Linked DNA regions of Sus scrofa: region 2 is linked to region 1. Evidence: chromatin contacts called from public promoter capture Hi-C data. All regions are on one chromosome and are shown on one strand. Each heading gives the region's core, a stretch centred on a gene start, on an enhancer-like site or on the middle of the called end of the contact. The rest is flanking DNA. Distances are from core to core; before and after follow the strand shown.

Region 1 (5,190 bases), core at 898-3,397:
GGCACTAGTGCCCTATTCTGCAGGATGATCCTCACATCTTTTCTACCAAATGTTTATCTGGGCCCTTGGGAGTGAGCAAATGTGTGTATGTGCGAGGGTGCATGTGTACATCTGTGTGTGTCCCACACACAACCCAGATTGGGGGGGGGTGACGCACGCGAGTGATGAATAATTGGCTTTGGCCACATGGATGCTGCTGTGGGGTGGGAGCCCAAGACTCTGCTGAGCAGGATGTGGGCCAGGAGTGGTTGTGGGAGCTCTGATTTGGGGAGGGTTGGGGGAAATTGGGTGGTGGCAGGCAGCCCCCCAAGACTGGAGAGGAGGGCCTTCTGAAGTGAGCTTGAGAGAGGCACAGCCCATATCCCAAGGCCAGCTCCTCCACCAGGCCAAGCCGGCCACTTGCCCTGAACTCCTCCCATGATCTCAGTCTCCCTGGGGCAGCGCTGGGACAACGGGTGGGCTGCCTGCCCACTTAGCCTGTGCTGGCCTCTTCTGTGACTGACCCGCAGGACACGAGAGCTTGCTTGTCTCTCGAGTCCATCCCTCCGGGCCTGGCCTCCCGCCAGTGCTGCAGTAGCGTGGCATGGACGCCTGGCCATCTTGTCCCCTCCTCCAGCCCCCAGGTCAATGTCCCTACCCTACTGCCCTCTCAGCATGAGGGTGGGGCCAGCCCAAGTGAGGTCCATGAGACCTGCCTTCACTCTGTGACTCAGTTTCCTGCCTGCCATGGGAAGAAGCCTAGGGAACAGAATGGGCACCTTCCCCAGGAGAAGAGTATTTTGGGGGGCTGATGATTTCTGAATGGGGCAATGAGGAACCCTTCGGCTTTCCTGCCACACTGAGGACTCCATCCCCTGAGCAGGTGGTCTATCCCCTCCCATAGCCCAGTGGGAGACAACAGCTGGCACGAGGGGGAGAAGGCAGGCCAGCTCCTCCCCCAGCAGGAAGCTGAGAGCCCCTTGCCACTGGGCCACTGGGTTATGGCTCAGTGGATCTACTCACCCCCTCATCCTTCTCCAGGAACTCCCTCCACATTAGTGCCCCTGGGGTCTTCCTCGCGGGAACCCCACCTGGTTCCCTAGGCAGGCAGTTCAGTCCCTTTGGCATGTCCCAACCCAGCCGCCTGGTCCCTGCAATCCCCATCGGGCTGTGGATCCCTGCCTCCTCGACCCCTGAGGGAACAGGAGTCACTTGGCGGTGGCTATGTGGCAATGAACGTCTTTCCATCACACCCCAACTCTGAGAGGCCCCCCGGTGGGCGGGGCGCCCCGGCCCCCAGCCCGCTCTGCTCCTCCCCCCGCCCTGGCTTTCCTTTGTGCTCTGGCCGGGCCGGGCTGGGCCGGGCAGACTGCACTCGCTCTCATAGCTGGTCCCCGCCCCGTCCCTGCCCGGTCCTTGCCCGCTCGAAGGTGGCGAAGGTGCCCTTGGCCGCCCGGTGCACACCTGTCCCCCGGGTCCGGGGCGGAGGGAAGGGGGCGGGGGATGGCCTCCCGAAGGGCCAGGAGGCCCCGGGCCACACATCTGGACCCTGCGTCTCCCCAGCTCGCGTCCGGCCACCGCTCCCAACGCGCGACTGGGGCCGCCTCCGGGCGCTCGGGGCCGCCGGTGCCCCGCCTGGCCCGCCCGGCCCCTCCCCCGGCGCGCACAAAGGCAGCCCCTCCCCAGCCCTCCCGGGCCGCTGCACCATTTCGGGGTCTCCCCCTCCCTCCCGGCTGCTGGGCGGCGGGGCCGGGTGGAAACAAAGGCGCGGCGGCGGCGGCAGCGCGGGGACAAAGGGGCTGGGGGGCGGGGGCGGGGGGCTCACCAGTCGGCCGAGCTCTCCTCCCGAATCACCTCCTCGTAAGCCGCCAGCAGCTCCAGGCGGTGGCCGCTGAAGCTGACGCCGGCCATGCTGCGGGCCGGACCGAAGCCGAACGGACAGACGCACGGACGGACGGACGGACGGAGAAGGAGGGAGGGAAAGAGGGAGTCGCCGCGCCGCCGCTGCCGCCTCAGAGCCTCTGCAGCGTTGCGAGCTGAGCGAGCCAGCGGCCGGGGGAGGGGAGCCGGCCGGCGGGGGGCGGGGGGCGCTGGCTCCGCCCGGCTCGCTCCCTCCGCGCGCTCGGTCCTAGCGCCGCCCCGGCCCAGCCCAGGGGGAGGCCCGCCCCCCCTTCCCGGCCTGCCTCGGGCGCCCCCACGCCCCTCGCCCGCAGCCCCTGCGCGCCTCGCCCGGGCGGCTCTACCCCTCTGCGCCCGGGGGCTGTCCTTCCCACGTCCCAAACTCTCACCTAGGGTGTTTCCAGCCCGCCTGACGCCCTCACCCCTTTCCCCCAGACGCAAACGCAGCCCGTCCCCACCTCACCAACCCCTTATGCAGGCCCAGCTTCGGTCCCAAATCCACTCCATTCCAATCCGGCCCAGCCCCATTCCGTCCTTAATTGATCTCTACTCCAGCCTCGTCCCCACTCCTGGTCCATCCCAACCTCCCAGCCCTAACCCATTTCATCTGCAGCCCATCCCCACCTCTGAAAGGCCCGTTCCTAATCAATCCTCATCACTGTCCGCTGCCCTGTTCATCTCCACCCCAAATCCAGACCATTTCTTTCCCCTCCCAGCTTCAGCCCCACTCCCAACCCAGTGCTAGACACACACCCCTTACCCATTCATCAGACCCCATCCCTAGCCGCACCCTCCTCCGTCTAGCCTATGCTGTTCCCATTCTGATCCTGTCCCTAACCACATCTCTCCATCCTTACCTCCTAAACCATTCCCCAGCTGCAACCCAGTTTCTTACCTCAGCACTCCCAACCTCTACCCTTTCCTTGCCCCACCCTATGCTGTGCACCCCTCTCTTACCAGCCACCCCCTGAGCCCTCTCAGATGGGGCCAGCCCAGGAAATCCTTTGCCTTCCCTCCCAAGCCTCAGCCCTCCCAGAGGAATCCCAAGTTGGTTCGAGTTCCAGAAGTAGCATCTAACCCCAGATTCCCAGGGCAGGGCTCCTCCAAGGACACTCCAGGGCCAGCCTCCTGACACCTTTATTTCCCAAAGCTCTGAGCACAGGCAACACTGGGGCCTCAGAAGAGTCCTCTGCAGGGAAGTGGGACTGCCAGAGCCTCCTGGAGCATCTCCGCTCCCATCTGAGCTGAGACCCCGAAACCCTCTGCAGCTCTCAGAAGCCTTTACCATCAGCTACAAGGTCTTCCACCCCATCTTCTCAAAGGAGGTGACAGAACCTGAGAAAACTCCTGGTCCAATCTGGAAGGTGGTTGGGCTGGGTCTCTGAGTTCTTAGTTGGGTAACCAGCTGTACCAAGAGAAGGAGGGCATTGTGCATTGGTTTCCAGCAGTGGGTCACAGTGTTTGGGTGTAGGAAAAAGCTCTTAAGATACATCACAGGCCCCTCTGGAGAACTCTATGCACCCATTATGCCCATGGACCCCTGGCCCTGGCAGTTTCTTCGTGGCTCCCACTTGGAGCAGGTCACAGGCAGAGTCACTAAGATTCTGGGGAGAGAGGAGACCCCACAGTGGGGCTGAAGGGTACCTGGGAGAAGGATTTCAGGCCTCAGTCCTTTCCTGCTTCCTTTGACTTATCCCAGCTCAGAACACCTCTCCACCCAAAGCCCCCTCCCCAGCTCACTCAATTTCACATCCAAACAGCAGAAGCCCTACCTGCACGCTCTCCTTTCCTCAAATTCCTGCCTCCCCTAGCCACCTACAGACTCCAGCCACACCCACTCTTACCTCTTTGCCATCTATATTTTTAAATAAACTTTTAATTTTAGAACAGTTTGAAATTCACAGAAAAATTACAAAGATAGTGCAGAGAGTCCCCATATGCCCCATGCCCAGTTTTCTCTATTTTCAGGGCAGCAAGAAGGTTCCCTGCTGGCATTCCCCCAAAAGCCCACTCCTTCTGGTCTTCTTGCCCGTCACCCCTCCACATCCTCATTATCCCATAATTTGTCTATCTATAATCTGTCTTGACCTTCTTGCACTGGCCCTGGCACTGCTCTAGCCAAAGGCACCAGTGACCTCTACAGTGCCAAATTCATTGCCCCTGTTGTGGTCCTGGGTTTCGTCAACCGTTGGGAGCAGGGCAACCACCGATCACTTTCTCCTCTGCAACCCTGCCTCCCATCAACCGCCTGTTGCCCCTGAAACCCACATGCTCAGCCTTGGTGGTGGGTGCTGGGTGTGTCCTTGGAGGCCCTCCCAGGCTTTCATGTCTACCCAGCACTGATCACCCTTCAAGTCTCTCCCAACCCTAGATCTTGAGCCCCCCCTCCCACCCCAAAGAGGGAGGTTGGTCCAATGGCTTCTGGGTCCTCAGATTGGAAGAGCCAAGAGAGAGGGAGGATTCAGATCCAGAAGCTGGTCACTTGCTGTGTGACCTTGGGTAAAATGCTTTCCCTCTCCGAGTTTCCTCTTTGATAATATTGTGAGGGTGAAATGCAAGTGTGGATGAAGGCTTGGGAGTGAGAGAACCCCTTCCTCTTCCTTCTAGAAGCCCCAACCTCCTCCCTCCCACGCCCACCTTCCTGCTCTGTGTTCCTCTCAGGGAAGGCTTCAAGGATGACACATAGGTTTCAGGACTCTTTCAGCACCAGCTGCTGGAGTCTTCTCTGCCCTCACCCTGCCTCTGCAAGTTCCTAGCAAGCACACTTTCAAAAGGTACCCCCTCATCTTTACAGTGTTCATAGCACTTCCCAGGTCTTGCCCCTGGCACCAGGGAACTGGGGCAGGAAGGAGCCACTTTGACCACATTAGCCCTGCTCTCATCTTGCTACCCATGTGACCTTAGTCTGCTTGGCCTTTCTTGTTTCATCTCTATAAAATGGGGATGATAATGATGGTACCTAGCTCACGGGTCTGTTTGAGGATTTAAAACAATATCTAGGAGTTCCCCTTGTGGCTCAGTGGTTAACGAACCTGACTAGTATCTATGAGGATGAGGGTTCGGTCCCCGGCCTCACTCAGTGGGTTAAGGATCTGGCATTGCCATGAACTGTAGTGTAGGCCAGCAGCTACAGCTTTGATTCGACCCCTAGCCTGAGAACCTCCATATGTGGCAGATGCAGCCCTAAAAAGACAGGGAAAAAAAAAGTCTCCAGTGGGGCAGCTGAGCTGGCAGGATGTGGGTTTGAAGCTGGCTGAGGGGCATTTTTCCTGATAATAGAGAGAGTTACCTGAGAATAAAGCCAGCACTAAG
Region 2 (5,573 bases), core at 77-2,576, 47 kb before region 1:
ACAGGCCTTCTTCCTGTTCCTTGAACATACCAAACTTACTCTAGGCTCAGGGTTTTGCACTTGCTGTTGCCTGTGCTTAAAACTGTTCCCCTAGATTTTTGCGTGGTTGAATCAATTCAAATGTCAACCTGAGATCATTTCTCCTCACTATTTTGTCTTGATGTCTTATTAGCACTTACCACTCCCTCAGACCATCCCACTTATTTGTTTATTTATAGGATTATCATCTTTATCCCTCTCCTAGAAGGTAGGCAGAGAGACTGGCTATCTTACTGGCACTACTGTATTCCCCAGCACCTGGCTCAGGGCCTGGCACAAGGTGCTGTTCTCTGTATTTTTGGATGATGAATGGATAGGGATCTGAGAAGCCTAGTTGAAGCTGGCTCTGCCTTACTAGCAAGTTTGGGCAAGCCTCCATTTCCTGGTGTGTGAAGTGAGGGTGGAGGGAGTAGGATGTTGAGTTAGAAGGTGTTGATCAGCTGTAAAATTTCGGCCTTATTTTCTCCCAACTTTTCTGCCTAGAGCCAGCCACTAGACCTCAGCTCCCCACCTGTACAATGGGTGTGAGCTCGTCCCTACGTCTTGGGGTGGTAGAGCTGCCTTATAAGGCAGCAGAGGCCGAGGGAGGGCGAGGCCCTGTGGGTGGAGAGAAATCACAACATCCGGCTGTGGGGGTAGGGCGGGGGCGCCCGCGGTGGCCCGGACGGAGGCCGAGGAGCAGCTAGGGAGGCCCCCAGCCTTCTCTGGGCCTCTCCCCGCTTCCGATGTGCGCCCTTCAAGATGGGCCGACCCAAAAGTATACGGCCGGATACACGGCCCGAACCTGCAGGAGGCCGGCCGGGAGGAGGCCCAGAACACTAAATGCATCCCCTAAAAACCCTGGAAAAGCCAAGGCGAGTCAAAGGGACCCGGGCCACACCCACAGCTAATAGCCCAATCAGAGTGCAGTGCTAAGGCTGACCGACGCTTCCTTCATCCAATCAAGTACAAGAATTCCAGGGCGTGACCCAGAGGACCCACCTCCGTTGTCCCAGCAGAGGGCTCGTCCCTAATTGGCAGTTCGGTATCCTACGAAGGCCCAGAAATTCGAACATAGAGGCTGAACCCCATCGTAGACCAACTAGGAAGATGTGACGTATTAAGTCCCGCCCCCCTGTTCCTTTGAACGAATCCCTGTCTCTGGGGGCGGGGGATGATGAAGAAGTTGTCTAATGGGAAGACGGCGCGGGGAGCACCCGCCCGGTTATTGGCCAAGTAAAGTAAACAGTGGGCGGGCCGGGGCGGGCCTGGCCGGCGCCGGGGTGGCCCCCGGGAGGGGGCGGAGAGTGAGCGGCGGGCGGCGGCGGCCGGGGAGGCCCGGGAGGCCGCGGCGCGGTCACTGCGAGCCGAGCCGAGCCGCGCCGCGCCGATCGTCATCCGGCCCCGGCTCCCTCGCGCGATCCCGGCCGGCGGCGCGGCCCGGCGGGCCCGGCGGCGCCGCAGCCCATGGAGCTCGAGAACATTGTAGCGAACACGGTGCTACTCAAGGCCCGGGAAGGTGAGGCGATCGGGTGCGGAGAACGCGGTCGCGCGGCCTCCGAGTTCCGCTGGGCGCCCTAGTCGCCCGATCCCCTAGGGCAGCTCTCTCCGCGCCCAGCATTTCGCTCAGACAGGGGCCCTTCCGGCCCATGGTCCTTCTCCGCACCTGCCCCCAGGGAGCCGGAGCCCAGGAAAGGGCGGGGGTCAGGCCGCCGCCCTCACGGCGCGCGCGCGTGCGCGCGTTTGTGTGTGTGTGTGTGTGTGTGTGTGTGTGCGTGCGTGTGTGTATGAGGGGGTGAGGGAAGGAGAGAGGAAGGAAGAGGGAAGGGTGGGACCTCAGTCCTGGAAGCCTCTCCCAGGTGAGAGAGGTAAGAAGATGCCCCAGGAAGGGGCAGCCTTCCCCACGTGCCCCGGGCCCAAACTCCGGCGCCCAGCCTGGATCGGCACAAAGTTAGTGCACGGGTAAAAGGTTTGGAGAATGAATTAACTAAGACTCTGCAGTAGCATAGCCCACCCGAGGCGGGGAAAGCTGGTCACATAGACTACCAGCAAGACGTCCTCTTGCTCAGTGCCTCAGGACACTGGGGACAGAGGGGAATGGGTCACTGTTTTTGCCTTCAGGAAGCCCAGACTAGTGGGGCAGAGGGGCACAGAAATAACTGGAAGCTGAGCTCTGAAGGAAGGGAGCATGCTGGGCTGGTGGGACTGAGTGCAAGGCCTGGCACAGGGAGCTGGCGGGGTGAACCTAGTGTTGCTGAGCTTTTCAGATGTTACCAGGCACCTGCTCTATGAGGATCCTGGGGACACAGAAGGACCAGACTGGCCCCCATTGCCTTGTGGTCAGTCTGCTCCTCACCTGCCATTGACCACCTCAGTAATGTAATCACTGAACACCTACTCTATGTCCTGTCCTATCCAGGGTGCTGGGGACCAGCAGAGAAGACACTTCTTTTCGGAACTCTAGGGCAGGGAGGTCAGGGCAGTTTTTCTACTCTTTGATGGGCTTCCAGGCTGAAAGAGCCATCTGCTTCACCTTTCTGATCTATTTTACAAGTGGGAAACCCAGGCTCGGCTCAGGGACTAGCCCCCAGGATGCAATGAGACGGGTTGACCCAGGCCTACGACATAGGATGTCCCCAGCACAGTCTGTAGGAAAACCAGAGGAACCCCCAACTGGCACAGCATCTGGTGCCCCCTGCCTGCCCATTGCAGGTTGACCCTGGGGAGGTGCTGCCTGGAAATGGGCACAGCAGGCTGGGTCCTCAGTGCCCAGAGCCTTCCTTATCTCCTGTCCTTTATCGAGTCCTGGGGCTAGGCCTTCCTCCCAGCCTCTGGGGGCATCTGCCGATTCTGTTCTGCCTCGTCATCCAGCCAGCCAGGGAGGAGGGGTGGGGAAAGCCTGGCCAGACCTCCCTCCCCAGGGCTGTAGTCAGTTCAGTCCTACTGAGAGCAGTGCTTTGCCTGGCCAGAGAGTGTGGGCACTTTCTGACAGGCCATGGGTGATGCACAGTGGGTTATGGCCAGACTGGGACCCGTGTCTTGGCTGGAATATCTGAACTGGCTCTGCCCCTCCCACCTGGGTAGCTGTAAACAAGTCTCTTCTCTCTGAACTTCAGTAACTCTTTTTGTGAAAGAGTTGGGAATGGGAACTGAAAACTAAAGGAAGCCCCGCTTGTCACTGAGTCCTGAATCCTGGTCCATAGACCAGGTGCATCAGAACCCCTTCGTGAGTTGGGTAACAGCTTGGGCCGGGCTTTTGCCAGCTTCCTAAGTGATCTGAGGCTCCGAGTGTTTTGGGATTGTATGTATTCAGAGAACACCTGAGAGATGCCTTGCACATTTGTGGTGGGAGAGGAGCTTTGGTTGTGGTCCCAGTGAGCTGGATTGGACTCCTCCAGGCTTTGGGACTTTGGACAAATCGATTCATTTGAGGGCCTGTTTTCTCATAAGATTGGGCCGGGTCTGGCGGAGTTGCTGTGAGGATGAAGTGGGGTGGCACTGGGGGTCCCCCTTCCTTTCCCAGGCTCTCAGAGAAACAGGGAGCGGACCGGGCTGGGTGGGGAGGAGCCCCCTTGACTCTGGTGGCAGTTCCAGGACAGGATATTTGCATGTGACTCTTTGCTGCTGCCTTGATGTGGCTGGGAGGAGGGAGGAGGAAGTAACTGGTGGGGGTAGCAGGCGGATGGAGGGTTGGGTGAGGGACCTGCGGGGGTGGGGGCGGAGTTCCCCTTCTGGGGAGGCCTTGCCCTGGATTGGGGGTGGGGGGTCTGTTGCTCACTTACAGTGGAGCAATGACTGGCATATGCTGGGTGTGGGCTGCAGGAGAGCCGCTAGCAGGTTTCCCAATGGGTACCCTGCAAGACTTCCTCCTCCAGACAGCTTAGGTCAGAAAGCCCATCAGGGGACACAACCTTGCCCTATCCCTAGAAGATGGCTCCTCCTCCTGCACCACGTGCCTTCGGCCAGGCCAGATGGAAACAAAGCTGGGGAAACCACAGGGGAAACTGAGGCCAGGCAAGGGAAAGGGGTGGCTTGAGGTCGCCCTTGAGTTTCAGAGCTGGGGCCCACCTCTAGCCACAGCTCTGCTGGATACTGGATAGGCTCTCGGTCACCCTCACAATACCTCTGGAGATGGCTTTGGACCTCAAGTACACATGGAGAAATTGAGGTCCCTAGAGGACAAGCGATGGGCTTGAAGTGTAAAGTGGAAGTTCAAACCCAGGTCTGTGAGATTTCAAGACTCAGGCCCCTTCCACCATTTTCAACTCCATGACCCACAGGCCACAGCTGGCTAGCTCTTTAATGTGTTGTGTTTATTTGGCTACAGTGGGTTTTAAAATACAGGAACCAATCTTTCATATAACAGCCTGGACCCCCAACTGATTTTGAAAGTCAGAAGAGCTGGCCACCCTGAGCCAGCATTCCTGCCTAGAAACAGTCAAGCAATCAGCTGCAGCTACCCCTGTTCGAAGCGCAAGCCGAGTCTGGTTCACCACACGCCCTACCCCTCCCTGTTGTCTCCCATTTACCATACCCTGGCTCTGGCTCTGTAGGCATTTGCACTGCTACCCTGGTCTCAACAGCTACAATGAGGGGTCAGCTAGGTAAAATGGGGCAGGTACCCAGGAAAGCAGGGGTAGGCATCCTGAGTGCCAGCCTTCCTGGTGCCACTTTGAGACTCTGATAGCTCTGGTGCAGGGCCTGGAATAGAGGCCTGGAGCCTCCCTGGGCCCCAAGCTGCCCTTTGCCCCTGGCATCTCTCAGGCATGATCCCATGTCCTGGAACATCTCCCTCCTGGGCCATGACTTACACAGTTCTCACCACTGTCCTGTCCTTCTCTTTCTCCACCTGGGAAAGTCCTACCGGGTAGGAAGCAGCTGAGGCTTGCCAGAGCTTCCTGGAACCCCTCCCTCCCCCAGCCACCTGGACTCCATTGCCTCTCCTGGCTCTTCCAGCCCAGGAGCCCCTAGCAGGAAGGCCCAGGGGACCATGTGCGTCCTCCAGTGGGGACATGTTGGAGCATGTGGAAGGAAGGCCTGAGGTGCCTCCCAGAGTGGGTTTGGCCTAGGTCAGGCCCTGAAGGCCTCTGGACCGCACTGAGGGTGGCCGGGAGGCCATAGCAGGACTTGAGACCCAGTGCCTGACCCAGCATCCGTTTGCTGTTTACTCCAACAGGCGGTGGCGGGAATCGCAAAGGCAAAAGCAAGAAATGGCGGCAGATGTTGCAGTTCCCCCACATCAGCCAGTGTGAAGAGCTGCGGCTCAGCCTTGGTGAGGCCTGAGTAGAGACTGGGGGGTGGGGCAGGGGGGCAGTGCCATGCAGAGGTGAGAGGATCCTGCTGGTGCCGGGGCAGCCCCCCTGGAGACTTTGCTTTGGGGTGGAGGACCGGGTTGAGGGGTTTCGGGGAGCGGAGAGACTGAGGCTGCACCACCCAACCCAGTTTCAGTTCCTGGGCTTAGGATGGGTGGAGGGCAGAGAGCACACAGGACAGCAGGGGGCGGTTGGGGTAGGTGTTGGAGGGGGTGGGACGGGGTCAGATTTGAGGCCATCTGC

Evidence for each region. Promoter capture Hi-C pulls out the DNA fragments that hold promoters and counts their contacts.
Region 2: a promoter capture Hi-C map of fetal liver shows a contact between it and region 1, with 2.3 times the contacts expected there. The contact joins the promoter of GRK6 here to the promoter of DBN1 in region 1. A contact is called at or near these places in 1 of 5 promoter capture datasets (fetal liver), 9 of 47 Hi-C or Micro-C datasets (blood, fetal liver, heart right ventricle and 5 more) and 1 of 2 datasets of contacts at active chromatin or transcription factors (skeletal muscle).

What each region holds. Positions count from the first base shown.
Region 1 is chr2:80,477,560-80,482,749 of Sscrofa11.1, reverse strand. It overlaps DBN1 (drebrin), which reads right to left and starts at 2,147. Exons shown (of 14, transcript XM_021084369.1): 1 at 1,805-2,147. The coding sequence starts at 1,890.
Region 2 is chr2:80,522,961-80,528,533 of Sscrofa11.1, reverse strand. GRK6 (G protein-coupled receptor kinase 6) reads left to right here and starts at 1,326. Exons shown (of 17, transcript XR_002341730.1): 1 at 1,326-1,537; 2 at 5,195-5,290. It also overlaps a transcript of F12 not described here.